Linked DNA regions of Mus musculus: region 1 is linked to region 2. The links are chromatin contacts, called in public promoter capture Hi-C maps. All regions are on one chromosome and are shown on one strand. Each heading gives the region's core, a stretch centred on a gene start, on an enhancer-like site or on the middle of the called end of the contact. The rest is flanking DNA. Distances are from core to core; before and after follow the strand shown. Region 1 overlaps Pus10 (pseudouridylate synthase 10). Region 2 holds the start of Fam161a (family with sequence similarity 161, member A).

The links. Promoter capture Hi-C pulls out the DNA fragments that hold promoters and counts their contacts.
Region 1: a promoter capture Hi-C map of hippocampal neurons shows a contact between it and region 2, with 2.5 times the contacts expected there. The contact joins the enhancer-like site here to the promoter of Fam161a in region 2. A contact is called at or near these places in 4 of 39 promoter capture datasets (the C10 cell line, hippocampal neurons and liver), 1 of 484 Hi-C or Micro-C datasets (LSK cells) and 1 of 9 other capture datasets (pancreatic islet).

What each region holds. Positions count from the first base shown.
Region 1 is chr11:23,729,047-23,732,043 of GRCm38.p6, reverse strand. Pus10 (pseudouridylate synthase 10) reads right to left here. Exons shown (of 18, transcript NM_028304.3): 17 at 2,970-2,997; 18 at 1-723. The coding sequence ends at 685. Among named protein-coding and RNA genes, the nearest start is that of Rel, 40 kb to the left of the region's middle. Within about 2 kb of position 1,738, at least 28 of the 459 cell types and tissues checked have an H3K27ac peak or open chromatin away from gene starts, as enhancers often do.
Region 2 is chr11:23,006,512-23,009,733 of GRCm38.p6, reverse strand. It overlaps Fam161a (family with sequence similarity 161, member A), which reads right to left and starts at 1,387. Exons shown (of 5, transcript NM_001363283.1): 1 at 1,108-1,387.

The DNA.
Region 1 (2,997 bases), core at 489-2,988, 720 kb before region 2:
ACTTGTTTCTCTTTACATAAAAGACAAAAGAGGTAGGCAGTGTCTAGAGTACGCCTCCAGGGGTAAGGTGTCACTTGCTTTGCAGGAGACACATACTGACAATTTTCGATTGTCAAAATAGTCACTTGAGGTCATAAGGACTATGACAAATTGTTCCTTAAAGTACTTCTATTGATAATAGAAGCTTGTTTGAGAGTAACTGGAAAATATTAGAATCAGATTTACATTTGACATATTGGAATATTATAGGACACTCTTCTACATGAGTCTAGTTGTAACATTTATTCAGATGATCTGAAAGCTTTAGCAAGTTACTTTGAAGGTATCATCCCCTGCAGGAGATTATGCTAGAAGTCCCAGCTCTCCTGACTGACAGGGCCTCCCATTACATCTCTCTCTAAGTAACAGACTTTAGAAGGAAAATGGTTTCATTCCTTCTATTTTGGTTTTGTGGTCATGAGACAGGGAATGAGAAAACATAAGACATTCTTAGAACAACACAACACAACACAAAATATGCGTACAAATAGATCCTGAGATGTTACAGTGAACTTTAGGAACAGATCAACATGATCCAAGTGGTTTTGAAGACACCGTTATGGTGGGTAAACAGTCATTTTCCAGGATATGCTGCCTGTATGTCCACATCATGCCAGGAAAGCCTTTTGTGTTCACACGTGGGAGCTAGTCATCCAGAGCAGGCGGCCAGTCAACATCTACAGACTAAAAGGAGGAAACAAATCAGTACAACAGGAATTCGGGCAAGCATTTCTGGGGCAGTTTTACCGTAATGCAAGAGAATTACATTTGCTAAGAGCAGCAACACTGAGGGCCATTTCTGAACTAACGAAGATACAATTACTATTAGACCTCTCTACTCCTAAGAGAAGAAACTGAAAAACTGTAATGTCAGTTATGAGTAAAGTAGAAACAAATTCAAAGTTGGGTAGCCACACTATTTTTCCTCAGAAGTCTCAACAACGGTTGCTCTGACTGTCCTTCATTCTACCACCCTCCTATTTAACACAGCAAAACTGTAGGGCCACATGCTGAGAAATGTGTTTTTAGGTGACTCCATCACTGGGCAAATACCATGGTGTACTACAGTACAATGTCAACAGGTGACACTTAATGGAATCACTGTTGGCCAGAATGGCACATGGCTCAAGCAGTGTGTGATTAAATGTAAGGCAGATGAATACAGAAAATTAGCAGAACCAGAAAAGCACCAAGTATCTTCTGATCTCAGAATTCTTCAAGCCAGGTGTCATGAAATGTGCCTGAAATCTTTTTAAAATATTTATTTATTATTATACATAAGTACACTGTAGCTGTCTTCAGACACCAGAAGAGGGCATCAGATCTTATTACAGGTGGTTGTGAGCCACCATGTGGTTGCTGGGATTTGAACTCAGGACCTTTGGAAGAGCAGTCAGTGCTCTTATCTGCTGAGCCATCTCGCCAGCCCATGTGCCTGGAATCTTAGCACTTCAGAGATAGAGGCAGGAGGATCGAGTTCACAGCCTACCTGGGCTCCATAAGACCCTGTCCCACAACATAAAAATAAAGAAATAAATCATATTACTTTCCACTGCAACTCACCCTCACTGTGTTCTTGTAGATTATAGTCACAGCAAGCAATCTATTCCGGCCCACACAATCACATTCCAGACACACCAAAACACACAGACTCACATTCTGGGCAGGCCAAACACGCCCTATCTTGGTTTCTCTGTGGGACCTTAAGATAAAGCTTTGCTAGGTGCAGTGGTGAACATCTGTACTCACAGCACCGGGGAGCCTGAACCACAAGGCAAATTCCAAGCCAGCTTGGGCCACATTAAGACCAAACAAAAGCAAAAGCTTGATTTGGTTTACTGAAACTCATGCATTCGTTAGCCCATGGGTGACTTCACACTCCAGATTCCCTAACAGCAAAAAAACAAAAAAACCACTGCACAGGTACACACAGCAAAAAGTTTTCATAAATCCCAAGATGTGTATGTATATATATGTATGTATGTATGTATGCATGTATGCATGTATGTGTGTGTATGTGTTTGTGCATGCTCATTCATACATACATGTCCCCATGCCAAAACACATGAAATGAGGGTGGAGTCTCTACTTCTACCACGTGGATTCCAGGGACTGAATTTAGTGGAACCTTGGCAGCAACTGCCATTACTGAGATGAGCCCAGCCCTAAAATCCACCATCCAACTCAATTTTTGAGAGCAGCTATCTCTAAATTGCCCTGGCTGTCCTGGAACTGTGTAGACCAGGGTGGTCTTGAGCTCAGAGATCTACCAGCCTCTGCTTCTCAAGTGCTGGGATTAGAGATGTGCACCCCCCCACACACACACACAACCCCCACCCTACCCAGCTCTAAAATTCTGTATTACACATAACCCTAGCATTCAGAAGGATGTGTGAGGCACAGTTACAACTTTATTTCTTTCTTTTCTTTAAGGGTTTAACCTGATGCCATAGGTAAATCAGTTAACAACAGTACCTAATATCAATTAGTAACTTAGCTACATAATCTACAAGTATCGCAAATGGGATCCTGGTTTGTTATTTGTTTTAATAAAATTCCAGAGCTAATTCTTTCCAGTATAGAGAAATGCTAGAGAAATGCTCAATGGTTAAGAGTATCGGCTGCTCCTTCAGAGTACTTGCATGCCATCCCCAGCACCCACATGGTGGCTTGTGACCATCTATAACTCTGGTTCTAGGGGACCCAGCACTTCCTTCTCAACTCTGGGAGCACCAGGAATACATGTGGTGTACAGACACATGCAGACAAAATACTCACAGACAAAAAGAAAATAAATCTAAGACACAAAACACCCTTCATATAAAAAATACCCATGAAGACAGGTGGTGCTACTTGGTTTGTTGTCAGAAGACCTAATGTATCTGCGTGTGACTTACAGGTAGTGTGCATTTCCCCATAAAATACTTTACCTCCACATCCAGCTCAAGAATGTCTGCA
Region 2 (3,222 bases), core at 138-2,637:
GGGTGTCGAGGGAGCGAGTGCCCGTCCTGGTGCTTTATCCCAGCAGAGTGCTGGTTTAAGTCCAAGGTTCCCGGCTTTTAAAGTGAATAAAAGCTGGGCGTTTTTATTACACACCTTTAAACTCAGGAAGCAGAGGTAGGCAGAGCTCTGTGTGTTTGAGGCCAGCCTGGACTACACAGAGTGAGTTCCAGAACAGCCAGGCTATGTCTCAGAAAACAAACAAAAATTTAAAAGGATGCTAAGATGTTTTAACTGTTAAGAGCACTTGCTGCTCTTGCAGGGGACCTGGGCTTGATTCCCAGCATCCATATGGTAGCTCACAACTCTCAGTAACTCCCAAGGCACACATTCATACACATAAATCTAAAAACAAACACACAAAATGAATAGAACAGATGAAGGAGAGGGGGTGGTTACATTCAAAATATACTGTATGAAATTTTTAAAGAATAAAAGCATTGCTGGAGAGATGGCTTAGTGGTTATAAGTACTGGTTGCTTTTCCAGAGGTAGAGATTATGTGTGTGTGTGTATAATCTCCTCCTCCATATATATCCTTCTGCTAGAAACATATAACACATCCAGGACATAATACTGAAAATGTTTTGTGAAAAGATCTCACTGCACCCATATCATCCCTTTAGGGAACTGGGATTTCGGCGGTTTGTTTATCTGGATGCTTCTCTACATCTGGAGCATCTGTCCACTGAACTTCAAACACGGTTTGCTAATGGACTGCTAAAATCCACTCCTAACAAAAACTGATAAAACACACTTGTCAGTACAACTTATCATCTGAAAGTTGATCTTTTATGAAAACTATGGGCACATCAGTTGTCTTCGGGGGGGGGGGGGGCAAAAATAAATGTAAAAATCAGAACTAAAAAATTATTTATTCCCAAGATATACTGGAGAATAAATAGGAAGTAGAGTTCTGTTCTTTGCATACTCTAGAAATAGCTATAAAAAAACCACTCTCCAATAAAGTTTTGCAGCAACCTTTAGTTGGGGCAGAGAGCAGGGAGGGTCTACAGAGGACACCGCATTTCCACCCGTCCTGCCCGAGACGATCGGACAGCCCTCAGACCCCTCCGGGCTCTCACATTACCGACGCCCGCATCTGCCACACTTTCTTCTGTTCCTCCTCCTCCATGGCCGCCGCCAACCCCGCTGCTACCAAGGACTCTAAGGAGTCTTCGCTTTCGTACTGGGCGACCCTTGCTCCGGTGATGGGATTTGCAGACAGGAGAAGGCTGGCTGCCGCCAGTCTGGCCTCCTGGTGCGGCGAAGCCATCGCCCCGCCTCCAAGCCCAAGCGCCCGCGCCCGCCCAGGGCGGCGTGCAGGCGCTGCCACCTAGCTCACAGATCCTGGCTTGGGGCGAGCGGTTACTAGGGGCTCGGTTACTAGGGACGCTACAGGAGGTGGCGACGGACCATAACGCACGCAACGTCCTTTTTCACTGTCACAAATGCGAACCCCGAGTCCAGCTAGTGTCTAATGATGGTTTCTGATACAAGCCTGCGGTTTCTAGAAGCATAACTGTCTGAAGCTACACAAACGACTACCACAGCAAGCTAAAGTAAAACGCAATCTTCAAGCTAATTGCTCAATGGGAGTCTCACCAGCGCCGGAACAATTACTGATTCACTTGAATGACACCCAGGTCTCCGGCAAGGGACTGAGCTTTTCTCTGGTTTCTAGCTTTATTTCTGTCTAACTACCTAAACGAGAACTTCTCGCGGTATACGGACTTAAAGCAGAAAGCGCGTTTTAACTAGCTGGATCAACATATTAGGGCACAGAGGGACAGGAAGGACCGGGTGTTGGGTGACCATCCCAAGAAAAGAACAGGCTTTGCAGCGCGCTATTCAACATGGCGGAGAACCCAGTTCATCTCTAATTGACAAGAACCAGCGGGTTGACCAATCAGAAGGAGAATACTTATTTGTCCCACCCTCTTTTTTCTCGACTGACCAGTAAGACACTAGACATAGGAAGTGTCTGTCACTCAGACCAGTGAGTGAGATGTGGTAGCTTGTCTAGCGGTTCTGCAGCTAGCTTAGCGGCAGATTAGAGGGGGCGAGAGCCTACAAGGACCACACCCTCCCAGCTCAGCCCTGCCAACCTCCTGATCGGCCTCAGGTTTTTGGCCACTTTGGATGCTTTTTCAGTGAACTCTCAGCCACCTGCAGCATAACACTTTACTTAGAACCCCAGCTAGCGCCCCTGTCCCCACCCTAAGGTTCCAGTACTTTCCACGTTATGCGGCACACCTTCCACAGAACCTGTTTCTGACGCAGTTGTTACCACCCCTTCCTTGTTCCCCTCTGCGAAGCACCTATCACCTTACCTTCCCTGCCTCCTGTTTCAAAACGGTTGAGCTTGCCTTTTCCAACGGAACTGATGATGGATACTGGTTGGTTCTGAAAAGCTAGATGTGGGGAGGGATCCATAGCCATCTGAATGAGAGAATAGTGACTTTCTGCCAGCCACATGCAACTAGTTCTGTGATGGGACTTGGTGTAAACAAGACCTATTGACAGACTGAAGCCCTGTAAGTGGGATGGTTTTAGGAACATGAAATAGTAAATAATGGATATGAAGGACATCAGTGTGTACATAGAATAGGAAAGTTTCGGCTGACAGTATTCTAAATTTGCAGATATCTATTAACACAGCTTTTAAAAAAAAGGTAGATCTGAAAGAAAATGGCACCATTAAAGTGCTTTTGCAGGCCAGCCAGTGGTGGCGTATGCCTTTAATCTTAGCACTTGGGAGGCAGAGGCCGAGGCCAGCGGATTTCTGACTTGGAGGTCTACAGAGTGAGTTCCAAGACAGCCAGGGCTGTCTTGAAAAACAACAAAAAAATTGTAATATACAAGATAGTGAAATGAATAATTATGAATTCTGACAAAAATGAATGCCCATGGAATCACAGGACAGATACACAGAGAAAACGAACAAACGTATATACCAGTTGATACTTGAGTATATACTTGAGTGTGATGAGAAGCAAGCACCAAAGATGTTAGAATTGCTTGTTAGTAGTACTGGGAGAGGTTCTTGCAAACACGGATACTATTCTACTGAAAGCTTTAGCTTCTTGTTAGCCTGTAAAGAACACAGAGGATACATACTCTCAAGCTCTTTCTCCATCAGTTTCTTAACTATCAAGTTTTTAGCATTTGCATTGGCTGATTTCAAGGTTTGATCCCTAGTTAC